Regions from separate parts of the Mus musculus genome. Here regions 1 and 3 are each linked to region 2. Evidence: chromatin contacts called from public ChIA-PET and HiChIP or PLAC-seq data. All regions are on one chromosome and are shown on one strand. Each heading gives the region's core, a stretch centred on a gene start, on an enhancer-like site or on the middle of the called end of the contact. The rest is flanking DNA. Distances are from core to core; before and after follow the strand shown. Region 1 overlaps Gm33474 (a long non-coding RNA gene). Region 2 overlaps Tgfbr3 (transforming growth factor, beta receptor III). Region 3 has its middle 30 kb from the start of Gm33371.

Region 1 (5,000 bases), core at 2,496-4,995, 190 kb before region 2:
GGATCTAGAACCTCGTGGGATTCCAGGCACTGGGAGACTTATTGAAATCGCGCAGTCCTGGGAGACAGCAACACTAGTTTGTTTCCCACAAGTCAAGTCAGAATGAGGAACACGTTTACAGGTTCGGAAAAGTGACTGCATTCTGGCCAGCATGTACTCAGTCCACTTACGACAAGCCAGCAAGTCTGGTGCATCTCTGGCTCTGTGTATGCTTATTATAGCTACTTGTGCTTAGTTGAGAAACCATTCAGGAAAAATAGTCTAGCTTCGTCAGGGACAGCCGTGATGTTGTACCTCTAGCTGGCTACAATAATCTAAGGCAGGAAGTTCCTTAACCTGATAAAGAGCTAACTTATGCTCTAAATGAGTGACTGCTTTCCTTCAAATATCAGCAAAAACCAAGGACGTCTGTTCCTGCCAATTTTATCCAACATCTTCCTCCAAGTACAACTCGGTATTTGTAGACAAATGACCTTAGAAAACTGCAAAGAATCCACTAAAAATTATTAGAACTAAATAAGTTTATCTTCAGTACATTAGATCAATATTCAAATATCAGTTTTATTTTTGTGCATTAGTGATGTGCAACCCCCCAAAGGAATAGAGAACACAATTCTGTTTACAATTGCAGTAGACTAGACAAAAATAAAGATGTTTAGCAATCCTGTTTACAATAATAGCAAACTAGATAAAAATAAAACATTTAGCAATTCTGTTTACAATTACAGCAAACTACATAAAAATATTTAGAAAAAAATAAGACATTTGCATAAAAGAAGTACAAGACATACACTGAAAACTGTACAGCATGGACAAAAAAAAATCAGATGCCTACGTGAGTGTAAATGTAGCTGTGTGCACAGAGGGGGACGAGGAAGACGACAGTCCATATCCAGCTCCACCCCTAAGAGCCTTTCTGCCTTTCTGCTGTTTATAGAAAATGGTATGTCTATACTAAAGTTTATGTACAAATAAATGCACAATACTTACAAATGGCAAAAACATCATCAAAACATCAAAAGCAAATGAAATATGATGGTGTGTATCTGTGAACCTGGCTGCTCAGGAGACTGCGGGGATGACGACTCCAAGATCAATGCCATCCAGAGAGATTTAGCAAGACCCCAGATGAGAGAAAGAGGGAGAGTAGGAGGGAGGGAGGGAGGGAGGGAGAATGGAGAGGAGGGAAGGAAGGAAGGAAGGAAGGAAGGAAGGAAGGAAGGAAGGAAGGAAGGAAGGAAGGAAAAGAAAGAAAGAGAGAGAAAGGAAGGAAGAAAGAAAGAGAAAGAAAAGACAGACAGACAGGGGCTATAGGTCAGCATAGAGAGTTTGTATAGCATATGTGGGCCTCCCCAGTACTGAAGAGTGACAACAGGATTCCCCAGTAATGATGCTGTTTGCAAGTGGAAAGGGTTAGCCATAGAACAAGAGTCAACATTTGCAAAATATACTCATAACACAGAACCCCAATTCAAATTTTACCGAGAACAGTTATAATTCAACAATCTGATTATAAATGGGACATATCTTTGGAGAGCTATTTATTATATTTGCTAGGGGTAGATCAAGTAAAGCCTTAAAAACTATTTCAATGATTTTTTTTTCTCCTGAGCAGAATGAAAAGTTCGGCTTGCTTCCTTGCATCTGGAACTCCTGGGTCGGTAGTGTCTGCAGAGTCAGGGCAGGCACGATGTCTGAAGCAATGCCCTCTTTGTTGGATTTTCCAGGCTCTGAGCACCACTCAGCTGTTTCTTTCCCAGGAGAGTTTTTTCATACTGGAGACTTTGGACACAAAGTGTGATACATATTGTCACCATCCTAACACTGCTCCTCCCAGACCACCCATTTTCTAGTTAAGGACTCCTCATCTTAGAGGAACTTAGTAGGACAGAAGTTTCAGCCAGGAAGAACTACCAGGTCAGCTCCACGTCCCCACCTGAACCTGTGAGATAACCACCTCCTCTCCCAAGCCTGCCTTTGACATGAGGAAAAGCCACGTAGGAAGATGACGACTTCTCCAAGAACTTAAATGGAAGAGGCCTTAGCACCCAGGCCTTATCCCTTAGGTCATCCTTCGTTCCAGTGAAAGGAAACTTTGCTCCCCGTTATTCTGGAAAGTTACTGACTTGAGCACTAGGGATAAGCAGCTGGGTGGCTTGAGATAGAACTGTCAAAACCAACAACTAATCATGGTTCAGAGCACGTGGACATTTCAACAGGAGCCTGGAGGAGAAGGCAGGGCTTCTTTCCTCAACTGCACAAATTAAATAACACAGAACTCCATCCAATCCAGATTTTACCTGCCATTAAGTAATAAGTGGATTGGAAACATTTTTTTTTTTTTTGAGACGGTCTTGCAGTATATCCCTACCTGCCATGGGACATACAGTAAACCAGGCTGGCCTTGAACTTTCAGCAACCGCCTGCCAATGTCTCCTGAGCTGGAATTATACATTCGGGCCTTAACCGGACTTGACTTCAGGGATGGTACCAGCATTCTCACCCAGGCAGGGGCGGCCAGTATTGGGCCGTGCCCAAGGATGCTGTGAGGCAGGACAGTCTGTGCTATGATGTTCTCAGGGACTATGGGTGGGCCCCTCTCACAGATCTCACACCCAGGCTCCCTGGGGCCCTAGATGAGAATTAGTCAAGACTGTTAAGACAGTCAAGCTTTTTGCTCCTGGCAATCCCAGCAGAAGAAGGCGAATTTTCTGCATGAAGTTGAACTGGAGTCCCACACCGAACTTCCCTCAGCCAGGTCCTAAGACTTCTGAAGGCTTGCTGGGGAACAGCGTCTCCTCAAAGCAGGGAGGATCACCCCAGGATTCCCAGGCCAGGAGCCTCACAAAACCCCCCAGCACAAAATAAATCTTCCTTTAAAAGTTTGGGGCACAGGGTGGAAGCTAGAGAGACAGTTCAGCAGTTAAGATACAGGCAACTCTTGCAGAGGATACAAGTTCAGTTGCTGACACATTAGGTGGCTCACAGCGTACCTCCAGCTCTGGTAGACTCAACCCGCTCCTGGCCTCTGCTGGCACTTCCCTTGTGCGTACATACCTACACACAGAAACAAAACTAAAGCTAAAATAAATCTTTAAAAATCCCCTAAACCAGCCAGGCATAGCACTGTACACCTTTAATCCCAGCACTTGGGAGGCAGAGGCAGGCAGATCTCTAAGTTTGAGTCCAGCCTGGTCTACAGAGTAAGTTCCAGGACAGCCAGGGTTACACAGAGCAACTCTGTCTTGAAAAACCGAAACCAAACCAAACCAAAAAAAGAAAAAAGAAGAAAAGAAAAGAACCCCCCCCCCAAACCCGAGCAGCCCATAGTCCCTGAGAACATCATAGCACAGACTGTCCTGCCTCACAGCATCCTTGGGCACGGCCCAATACTGGCCACCCCTGTCTGGGTGAGAATGCGGGTACTGTCCCTGAAGTCAAGTCCGGTTAAGGCCTGAGTGTATAATTCCAGCTCTCAGGAGACATGGGAAAAAGACTGCCTGAGCCAACCTTGGTATCTTTGTAGGATAATTTGAATTCTCCTTGAAAGTCTCAAAGCTCCTCCAAGGTACTGAGCTCCCACCAGCAAGAGAGCCCACACTGCTTATTTGTAGTGGAGGCTCTGGAGTTGCACACTTGTGTGAGGTCTCCTCATCCAGGGTAGCAGGAGACTCCTCAGAGGGTACAGTCACCACCCTTCCCAGAAAGTACCCTCTGTTTTCTCTCATGAACCCTTTTCTAGGCACGCAGCCAGGAGACCGTCCTCCCCAGGAAACCATGGCAACTACAGACCTCGGAGGAACACTGCCTCATGTGTCATCATTGTAAAAAATTAATGCTTCAAATCGACTGTTAGGGTGTTTACCCAGAGCAACTCGGACATCCCATCAGTCTTTGCAGAGCAACAAGAGCTCGCCGGAATTGTTAACTTCGATGGGTTCCCGTGGATCCGAGTGGAGCGGGGAGGTCTGGACCTGGCTGCCTGCTTGCTGAGTCAGAGCAGGCCTGGTCACTGACACAGGCTACCCCCTGGGCCATAACTGCCCCTTTCCTCTGGAGAAGAGGACAGAGAGACACCTGCACAGAGTCACAGATCACAGGGCTAGAAGAGGGCCTGCAGGATCTGATAATCACTTCCTCCCCTTTCCCTCCTCCCTGCTTCCTGCTTCCTGAGTCCTCCTTCCCCCTCTCATCCTCTTTCTCCCCCTCTCATTCCCCTTGTTTCCTCTACGTTTTCTTCCTCACCACCACCATCTCCACCCCACCCCACCCCCTTATCTTTCTTTTCCCACACACTGAGAAGCAGGATTTAGGAATATCTAATTCAACAGTAGATGGATAAGTCTGGACCAAGGGTCCATGAGGTCCATAATTGTTTGGAAAGTATCATAAACCATTATATACCTATGTAGATATAAAAATCACACACCCAGAAGCACGCTTCAGAAAAAAAGCCACGCCTTTGCTTAATTGGATGATGCATTGCTTGTGGTTTAGCTTCTCCTTTGAATTCCGTGAAGGGATGTGAGAACAAACACCTTTTCATCCTCCTGGGCACACAGGCTGAGGTCTGGGCGGGGTGCTGAGGTTTGAGTTGTGTTTGAGGTTAGCATGGGAGGGAGGGAGGGAGAGTACACAGTAACTCGGGGTTGTCAGCAGGCATGCATGTGTGAGCTGCTTTGGGAGCAGCCGGCCAGTCATCACAAAGACTGGACTCAAACTCAGCATTTACACCGTGAGTGCTCTCTGTCCGCTAGCTATACACCCTGTCAAAGGGTCACCTTTGTTGTTCATAAAGCCAGCCATCTTTAGGAGCCCAGGTAGCCTTTGACTCACGAGGTGACTGTCTAGTGCAGGGCAGCTCTTTACAGTGTAAGGTTTGCTTGCCCTTGTTTGGCCAGGCTGGACCTCCAGTACGCCTTGCCCTTGCTTCAGTCTCCCAGGTATAGGATAAAACATACATTTTAAAATCTGTTTCATTTTTACTATGAAGAATTAGT
Region 2 (4,453 bases), core at 718-3,217:
CCAGCACTCGGGAGGCAGAGGCAGGCAGATTTCTGAGTTTGAGGCCAGCCTGGTCTACAGAGTGAGTTCCAGGACAGCTAGGGCTACACAGAGAAACCCTGTCTCGAAGAAAAAGAAAGAAAGAAAGAAAGAAAGAAAGAAAGAAAGAAAGAAAGAAAGAAAGAGAAAAAGAAGCATTGAAGGGTGGGGCTTAGCATACAGTAATCACTCTATAAGTTTTCATTATTATGATCTTCTTGAAGTTCAACTCAGCCAGAATACTCCAAGAAACATTTTGGGACGTAAACTGAGTCTATGTCACACACTATTGAAAGGGGCTGGTATGCGGCCCAGTCAGTGCTTGCCTAACATGTTGGAGGTCCCCAGCATCATATAAATTGGCCATAAGGACACGCGTCAATAATTTCAGCACTCTAAAGCCAGAGGCACAAAGATCAGCAGTTCAAGGTCATCCTTAGCCGCTGACAAACTTGAGGGACAGAGAAGCAAGCTGGCATACATCGGCACAGGCAGGAACTATTTCTCCTCCATTCATTCGCCCTTACTGGGTTGCACAAAATGACACCAGCTAATGAACTTCTACACTTAAAAAGCCTTCCTACGGATTAGCACCCAGTCAGTAAAATGTTTGTCTTGCAAGCATGATGACCTGAGTTCAATCCCCAGACTGTCCCCAGAACCCACACTTTAAAAGCTGAGTGTGGCTCGGCTGTAATCTCACCAATGTCAAGTAAGAGTCAGGTCAGGGGTGGGGGGGCTGGAGAGATGGCTCAGTGGTTAAGAGCACTGACTGCTCATCCAGAGGTCCTGAGTTCAATTCCCAGCAACCACATGGTGGTGGCTCACAAACGTCTGTAATGGGGTCTGGTGCCCTCTTCTGGTGTGTCTGAAGAGAGCATTGGTGGTGTACTCATATTTATTAAATAAATAAATAAATCTTTAAAAAAATAAAAATAAAAAGAGTCAGATGGGTGCCCTGGGCTCACTTGGATTGCCAATCTACCTACTTGGTGAGTTCTGGGCCACTGAGAGACCTGTCTCAGCAAAAGGGCACCGAGCCTGAAAAGAGACACCTGGATTGTCCTCTGGCCTACATACACACATACATGCTCATACATGCATGCTCATGCACACACACACACACACACACACACACACTCACAACCCATAAAAACAGAAGAGGCACCCGCCCCTCTGCTTTCCTACCAGGTGCCCTGTGAGTCTACAAAATCCGTGGCTCTATTGTATTTTCTACTTTTGCAAAACTTTGGATATATATGAGACTAAGTGTATATATTTCTTCTTTTTCTTTCTCCCCCATCCCCCTCTTATGTTCTGAAAGAGAAAGGAGGGTGTTTGGCAAGAGTGATTCACTGTCAAAACTATCAAGGCTACACAAGCCGTCATGCTCACAGCTTTCCCATGGAGCCGCTCTCCGTGACGTGACATCAGTAAGAGCAGAACCCCTGTGTCAAGACCCCAGGCACAGTTCGACACCTTATCACAGCAAGTGTGCCTCCTCTCGCCCACCGCTTGATCCATTTTAACAGTAAGACTCATTTTTGCTGAGCACGCTGGCATAGATCTTGAATCCTTCTACTCAGAAGGCAGAGGTAGGTGGGTCTCTGTGTGTTCCAGGATAGCCTAGGCAACATAGAGGGACCCTATCTCAAAAAAATAAAAATAAAGAAAAGAAAGAGAAAGAAAAGATCCATTTTATTGCATACCCTGAAAGGCAAACAATTCTTCAACAGTGACACAAAGTGAAACTGCTGACAGAGAGCCACACAGACAGAGCGGGCAGTTCAAGTTCACATACTGGCATTTAAAACAACAACAGAAAGAAGGAAAGAAAAAAAGAATCAATAAAAAACATTAAGAACTTTCTTTCAAAATGTCTACAGTGGTTGGGGGTAGCATTCTGATCTCCAGTCTCACACATCTTTCTACCAACTGGCCTTCCCACAGTCTGTCTGCACAGTCCCTGTCTGCCTCCGGAAGCCTCCGTGGTCAGATGTTATCTTCCACCCACCACACAAAATGCAAAACGTAAAAATCTGGACCCGCTACACAACTTCGTGTAAATGAACTATGTATCTCCATATCTCATTTTATCTCCTACTAAATGGCACACTTCTCTCAGAGCTTTGATTACCAGAGCTTATGGAACTATTTTGTTCGAGTTTATATACGATATATACCAAAGGCTGGCTGGAGTACACGTTTAGGTCGGTGCTGTCCTTGTTGAGAACTGCCCGTTTCCAGAACTGATACAATGAATTGCTTTTATATAGCTCATTACAGAACAAGTGCACACAATGATAAAATAGAGCGAATTAACCTTCCAAATGTGTTAAATGATGATACCCCTAACACTCCCCCAAAGCGTTGCCCTTACATTCTGACAGCCTCTGGGAAACATAAGCGCGCTCTCTCTCTCTCTCTCTCTCTCTCTCTCTCTCGCGAGCGATCTCTCTCTCTCACTCTCTCTCTCTCTCTCTCTCTCTCTCTCGCTCTCTCTCTCTCCTTCAGTGCTGAAGCTGGCACTGACAGCCTACTTCTCAGACCCTCTCTCTGGGTCTTAAAGAATGCTTATTAATATGTCCGAAGCAGCTGAAACTAGACGCCTCCCTTCCCCAAATCTCACGATAAGGATGTTACCTCTATATCAAAAGATCTATTTATTTTATAAAAACATTCTTTTAAGAGAATAAAAAGACCCTTACAATTCTTATTTTGCTCTTAACTATGCCTGTAACAAAATTCAAATGGGGCTCTTTGTTATCTGCCTACCTCAACAGAGGTTAGCTGGGTCCCGTGTCATGACATTAGAATGTCTAGCCCCAGCTTAGTAAACTACAACACAGGAAAACATATTATGTATCAGTATGATAGTCAAATATTTTATTTACCTAAATAACATAAATATTCACATTTTACATAAGATAATATGGACTAAATATTTTTAGCCAAAGAGACTGAGGGGAGAAGGAAATAGGAATTCAAGAGAAGGTTAAGAGCCTCCCAATTGAGAAGGTGCATTACCTGCGGTGGCCAGGCAGGCGCTCATCAGGACAAACACAGGGACCATGTGGTGGGATGTCACTGCCATCTCTCCAACAGCCTTTGGTTCTTCAGCTGGATGGCAAGTGTGGCAAGTCGGGTGTAGCCTTAAGATCCTTCTCTGCAATGTTCAACTTGCCTAGAAAAATAAACAAATTTCAGTAAGAAAACAGTGTTGAAATTTCGCTAGTGAACACACATGTCATATGTAAAAAGTTAAATGGAGAATTTCTGAAAAGTATCGAAGAGAAACAATTTGTCCTGAAAAAGACCGGGGCAGCCCTCAGGCAAATTGGGGTGGACAGTGACTGTTAACAAAGACTCTTACAGAGAGTAGTTTTAAAAGTGACATGCTTATACTTCACATACTAAACATGAGGCAGGGTCTCACTATGTTTCCCAGGCTAGCCCAACATTCTTGGGTTCAAGTCCCTCCTGTTTCAACCTCCCTGAATGGCTAGCATCACAGGAATGTACCAACACACTCAAGTAGATCTTTGGTTCTGTGTGGAGTTTTTAGGACCGTGACAGACACGCCAGGCAGACACCTGTCATATCAGCAGTAACAATGTACACAGTCAGGGACACTGGACATGCAGTTCCAAGAGCCAGCAAGCAGAAATAGTTCTTAGAGACTGAGCCTCACCATGGCGAGGTTACCACTAAGATCAACTTCAATTGCACTGAGAGTCAATCTGCAGAGAGAAAAAAACAAAAAACAAACAAACAAACAAAAAACAACAAAAAACAAAAAAAGAACAGAAAGAACAAAACTCATATTTCAACTCTTCACCTCTTCACCAATATTAAAAAGGAGAAAGGGCTTTGCTGCCTCTCTGCCACATTGCAGAAAAACTCAGTCCTGGGCCATGTGATCCAGAAGCCTCTTTCTAACCATTTCTGGTTCCTGTCTAGAGCTCTGTCAAGGTTGTATTGCTGTTGCTTTACGTGTGTGTGTGTGTGTGTGTGTGTGTGTAGTGGGTCTCTGTGTGTCTGGATCTGTGTGTGTCTGGGTCTGTGTGTGAGTGTGGTTTGTTTGAGGCAAGGTCTCACTGTAGTCCTGGTAGGTCTGTACTCACTCTGTAGAACAGGCTGGCCACAAACTCACAGAGATCCACCTGCCTCTGACCCCTGAGTTCTGGAATTAAAGGTGTGGCCGTCATCTAGCTGAGATTTGTGACTGATATGTGTATCGGGGGAGGGGAGGTTGTTGCTTTGTTTGAGACAGTTGAAATATATATATGTATGTGTGAGAGAGAGAGACAGAGATGCAGAGGGAGAAAGAGAGACAGAGACAGAGAGAGGCACAGAGAGAGAGAGAGAGAGAGAGCGCGCACCCAGGTTTATAAGGTGCCACACATATAATACGCTATCAATCAAAAAATATCAG
Region 3 (4,736 bases), core at 756-3,255, 250 kb before region 2:
GGTGTCAGCACTCACTGTCCACTTTGTTTTGGGCAGAGTCTTTTGTTCTCTCTGTATCTGTCAGGCTAGCTGGGTAGCACTCTACCAGGGCTTCCCCTGGGGGTTTCCCCTACTCTTTGTGTGGGATGAGTGATATTCTCTTCTACATCTGGCTTTATGTGAGTTCTAGGGATCCAACCTCAGTGCACATTTGCATGGAAAGCACTTTGTCCCGGAGCCTACATCCTGTTCATATTTTGGTCTTGTTCACCAGTCACCCCCTCTATGAAGCCCACCTACTTGCTGCTGGCTCTGAGCCAATTTGTAAATTGTTCTGCCTTCTCTCAGTGGTTTCTACCTCGCTCTGTGATTGCCCTCATACATTCTAAGACACTGTTTAGCGTCTCTTACTTTGTTGTATTTGGTAGGAATTTTTTTTCCAACTTGGGTGTTGGTACTTGTCAGACAGAACACAGTCTGAGAACAGAGTCCCGTGAGGAGAACTCTGGGTGCTTTCGAGAACACGCCAAGACAACAAGAGTCCCGTGACCTCAGTTTCTCCAAACATGGGATTGTTCTTGGAATGTGTTTTCATGCTCCTCCCAGGGGTAGCTAGCGAATAGGAGTGTGTTTACTTCAGATTACTCATTGTTGCATGCTGGAGTTATTTAATTAAATGTTAAAAAAATTTAAAAATATGAATATATAGAAAAACATGTGCCTGCCAGGAGCAGCTTGTCCTTGTGATTGCATGCAGCTTGAACCCATGAGAACTTTGCTCATGTGACCTTCTTAACCCTCGGAGTATGAACTGTCTGATGTTTGAGTAAAGATGGCTACGGCAAGAGACTTTAGTCGGTCTCTTGTCGGCTCCATTCTCCCAGGTGACACTGAGGCATAGCTCTCCCCATTAAGGCTAGCCTGGCTGGCCAGTGTTTCCCTGGGATCTTTCTATCTCTGTCTCCCTGCCTCAAGACTGTAAACCTGACCCACTAACACCTTTGTCTCTACATGCTTTCTGGGGTCTTACCGCTTAGCTTCTCTCCGCTCCCCGACTCCCCTTCTCTTTCTTGACAAGATTTTATTTAAGTAGATTAAGATTATAATATCTGACAGATTTGATAGATTTTCTTATTTGCCTTCATGTTACCAGGTCCTGGGCTCAGTGAGTGGGCACCCCTGTGTCAGTAAAAGCTGTCTGAAGTTAGAGTGTGTCAGCTACTGGGCTGCCTCTGCTCCCCAGTAGTAATCCTCGGAAGGTCAAAGACTGGGCGGCTCCCTGGTAACAGCCAGGTAGGCTTGCGAGAAGCCCGAAGGTAAGTCTGGTTCCTGAAGAACACAGGCAGGCACAGAAAGAAATCACTTTCCAAAATTCAGCTTGATAGTACTTTAACATCTCCTTCACCAAATTATCTGATTGCTAGGTCAGGAAGCAGAAGGATCCAGTGAAAGGGTGCGTATGTGTGTGTTTGTGACACATGTCCACTTGTGGGACCAGGGGACAGAGCAAGCATTTCCCCTTAAAGCTGAGTACTTCCTCTGGAACCACAGCGGCTCAAAAGGATCGTCTTTCAAAGGGCTCCTTACAAGGCAAGGGAGGCTTTCAAATTTAAGCCCTTTGACAAAATCCACAAGCCACTCTGGCAATGTTGTGTTTTCTATCTGTCCTATTCATAAAATATCAATGAAAACCCAGAGAGTGCTGACTTTACCTGGATATCAGTCACCAGAGGGTTAAAAACTGCTCAAGGGGAGGGGAGGTGCTGTAGGGACCTTCAATGACTGTTGCTCCTTAAGCTAGACACTGACAGAAAGGAGTTTTAAAGGCCCAGGGGTGAAGTGTGGGGGAAAGCAAGCAGAGTTCCTATGAGCAAATATTGACTTCTGAACCTCAAACTGAAACTCAAAAGTTTATCGAAGGCTGTTGTGTGAAGAACACTTTGAGTTTTCCATGATGAGTGGATGAAGCGCCTGAGTAGTTGCAAAGGCCTCAGTCAGATATACACTGGGCTCTCCTTCCAGATGCCCCAGCTGCTCTTGACTCCTCCCACATCAACCTGAGCCCTCACCTAGCTGTTTCCTGCCCTAGGAGCACGATGCTAAACAGGGACACACCATTCCTCTTGCTTGCTCTAATAAAAACTCAGCTCCTGCTCGGGAGGCATCGAGTGTCAATTGAGGGGAGGGTGAGGAGGAGGGTGTTCCTGCAGCAGGGGGATGAGGGAGATGAGTGGAGCACCAGACCATGGCCTGAGAAAGGCGTGCTCTGAACCCTGTCATAGCAGCTGCTGACATTCAAGTGCTTGCTATGGACTCACCATACCCGAGACCTGAGCAACCCCGTTTCTTATGCAGCAGCTGTCTTGACCCATTTCCAAGTTTCAGCCTGAGGGGCTTTTACCTCTCCCCCTAACCTGAAATGATCTGAGACTAAGGAGGAAGCTAAGGAGGGTAAAAGGATGCGGAAGCCAATGAGTTTACAGAGCCCCAGATTTCTTATCTTACAGGGCTTCCGGGGGAATTGGCTTCCTTTCCCAGGCCGGCTCTCCATTAAAGGGGCCCCCTTCCTTTGTGTGCACTGAGATAAGCACATGTACAAAGAGAACCGACCTCTCTTCTTAGATATTTCTTTCTCTTCATCCTGCCCCACCTTCCCCACCAAGGTCCTGGGACTAACACTAACATAGTCAGAATTAATACTACTTATCTTAATAAAAACTTACTATAAACACGAATGGAGGAACACACAGTACAACAATGTAATTGGCTTGATTTTTAATCACCAAATATATCAAGGTCATGAAAGTCAAAGCAGGAGAAATGTTTTAAAATGACAGACACTGAAGGATGTGACCCTGTGGGATGTGTGGTGTCCTTTGCCTTCAGAACCAAGTGCAGGATTAGCAGTAGCATTATGCCCGTGCTAATCTCAAGGATTTAATAACTGAGGCATGACTATGAGGTAAAGAGTATGGCAAGCTTTCTTTAATGCAGTAATTAAGAGGAAGAAAGTATTCTGTATCTAGCAAGGCCATTTTCATGAATCAAACCCAAATCCATGATTTTGAAAATAGCTACAAGTGTCTTATTTTTGAGGAGAGAGAGAGAGAGAGAGAACTCAAGGATAAATCTTAACATACAATTATGCCTTTTTCCAAAAAAAAAAAAATACCAGCATTTTTTTTACAATCTAATGATCTAATCTCATTCAAAGAGTTTTAGTGGTTTTTGTTGTTAATTGAGGAACCGGGAGAATAAACTATTGTACCCACACATGCTAAGAAGGACTAGGAAACATCTGTGCATCAATATGAAGCAAGCCCTATGATATAATCCAAAAGAACCGATAGTAAGACACTCGTGCATGCATGCACACAGGAAGGGAGCAGTGTCTGTTGTGTAATTTTTTAAAACTGAAACCCAGAAATATCAACTACACAATTAAAGATGATTAGCTATAAGAGAAGAAAACGGGTTCTTGAGATAAGAATGGAGTTAGACTCCTTTATAACTGCATTTGTCAATTTGACTTTAGAATCAGTAAAGTTTCATGTAATCACCAAAAACTTACTTTAAAAATATTTTATTAAGGGAGTTTCAGAGAGGACTGAGATGTTAGGACCAAAGTGCTGCTTTTCTAGAGGCTCTGAGTTCTGTTCTCAATAACTGGTCTTCATCTTGTTCTTTGTCTCTGTCTCTCTGTCTCTCTGTCTCTGTCTCTCTCTCTCACACACACATAGAATCTTTAATTTTGAACTTTTTTCGTTTTAATTTTTTACTGGTTATTTTATTTATTTACATTTCAAATGTTATCCCTCTTCCCGGTTTCCCCTCTGCAATCCCCCTATCCCATCTCCCTCCCCACTGCTTCTATGAGGGCGTTTCCCCACCCACCTACCCCTCCCACCTCAGCACCCTAGCATTCCCCTATGCTGGGCATCGAGCCTTCACTGGACCAAGGGCCTCCCCTCCCATTGATGCCAGATAATTCTCTGCTATATATGCAGCTGGAGCCATGGGTCCCTCCATGTGTATTCTTTGGTTGGTGGTTTAGTCCCTGGGAACTCTGGGGTGGGGGTTCTGGTTGGTTGATATTGTTCTTTATATGGAGTTGCAAACCCCTTCAGCTCCTTCAGTTCTTCCCCTAATTCCTCTTTTGGGGCCCCCATGCTCAGTCTAATGGTTGACTGCAAGCATCCTTGTCTGTAAAATGAATCTTTAAAAACATTTTATTTTGTACTTGTGTATCTGTGCCCAAGCATGTGGGTACCAACAGAGGCCAGAAGAGGGCGCTGAGGCCCATGGAGTTGGAGTTACAGCAGCTGTGAGCTGCCAGATATTGAGTTCTGGGAATCAAATTCTGACAGAGCAGCAAGTACTCCTAATCGCTGAGCCATCTCTAGTCCCTCCCACCTATTTACATTTTTAAAAAGCATAATAAAAAATAAACCCAAGCAGTTGAGCCTACATCTGATTAACATAACATAACTGAGAGGAGCTATTCTAGGGTACTGCAACCGCCTGCATCTGTCGACAAGGCCGGCAGGAACAAGACTTGGTGTCCTGGTCCAGGCCTATGACTCCAGCTACGGGGGAGGCTGAGTCAGGAGGGGATGGCAAGTTCAAGTGCTGCCTGGAAAACTTAGTGAGATCCTATTTCCAAATAGGAAGTGGCCATTGGTAGAACTCTCCGCATGTGCAAGACCCTGGGTTCAACCCCAGGTGCAAGAGGAGAAACTTACAAAAACCACCTCGCA

Evidence for each region. ChIA-PET counts read pairs in DNA pulled down with a chosen protein or histone mark. HiChIP or PLAC-seq counts read pairs in DNA pulled down with a chosen protein or histone mark.
Region 1: a contact with region 2 is called in an RNA polymerase II ChIA-PET map of memory CD8 T cells, with 7 read pairs. The contact joins two enhancer-like sites. A contact is called at or near these places in 1 of 484 Hi-C or Micro-C datasets (3T3-L1-derived adipocytes) and 6 of 115 datasets of contacts at active chromatin or transcription factors (CD8 T cells, astrocytes, embryonic stem cells and 3 more).
Region 3: a contact with region 2 is called in a BATF HiChIP or PLAC-seq map of CD8 T cells, with 7 read pairs. The contact joins two enhancer-like sites. A contact is called at or near these places in 1 of 15 datasets of contacts at CTCF or cohesin (the NIH/3T3 cell line), 4 of 484 Hi-C or Micro-C datasets (B cells, Th2 cells, bone marrow-derived macrophages and 1 more), 8 of 115 datasets of contacts at active chromatin or transcription factors (CD8 T cells, T-cell acute lymphoblastic leukemia, astrocytes and 4 more) and 1 of 9 other capture datasets (embryonic stem cells).

The regions. Positions count from the first base shown.
Region 1 is chr5:107,075,541-107,080,540 of GRCm38.p6, forward strand. It overlaps Gm33474 (a long non-coding RNA gene), which reads left to right. Exons shown (of 5, transcript XR_001784912.1): 4 at 1-943; 5 at 1,616-3,271. Among named protein-coding and RNA genes, the nearest start is that of Gm42146, 16 kb to the right of the region's middle. Within about 2 kb of position 3,746, at least 115 of the 459 cell types and tissues checked have an H3K27ac peak or open chromatin away from gene starts, as enhancers often do. A contact at or near this core is called in CD8 T cells and memory CD8 T cells, where this site is marked.
Region 2 is chr5:107,263,149-107,267,601 of GRCm38.p6, forward strand. Tgfbr3 (transforming growth factor, beta receptor III) reads right to left here. Exons shown (of 17, transcript NM_011578.4): 2 at 3,046-3,202. The coding sequence starts at 3,112. Among named protein-coding and RNA genes, the nearest start is that of Tgfbr3, 24 kb to the right of the region's middle. Within about 2 kb of position 1,968, at least 34 of the 459 cell types and tissues checked have an H3K27ac peak or open chromatin away from gene starts, as enhancers often do. A contact at or near this core is called in CD8 T cells, Th2 cells, memory CD8 T cells and 1 more, where this site is marked.
Region 3 is chr5:107,013,451-107,018,186 of GRCm38.p6, forward strand. No RefSeq gene overlaps it. Among named protein-coding and RNA genes, the nearest start is that of Gm33371, 30 kb to the right of the region's middle. Within about 2 kb of position 2,006, at least 64 of the 459 cell types and tissues checked have an H3K27ac peak or open chromatin away from gene starts, as enhancers often do. A contact at or near this core is called in CD8 T cells, Th2 cells and regulatory T cells, where this site is marked.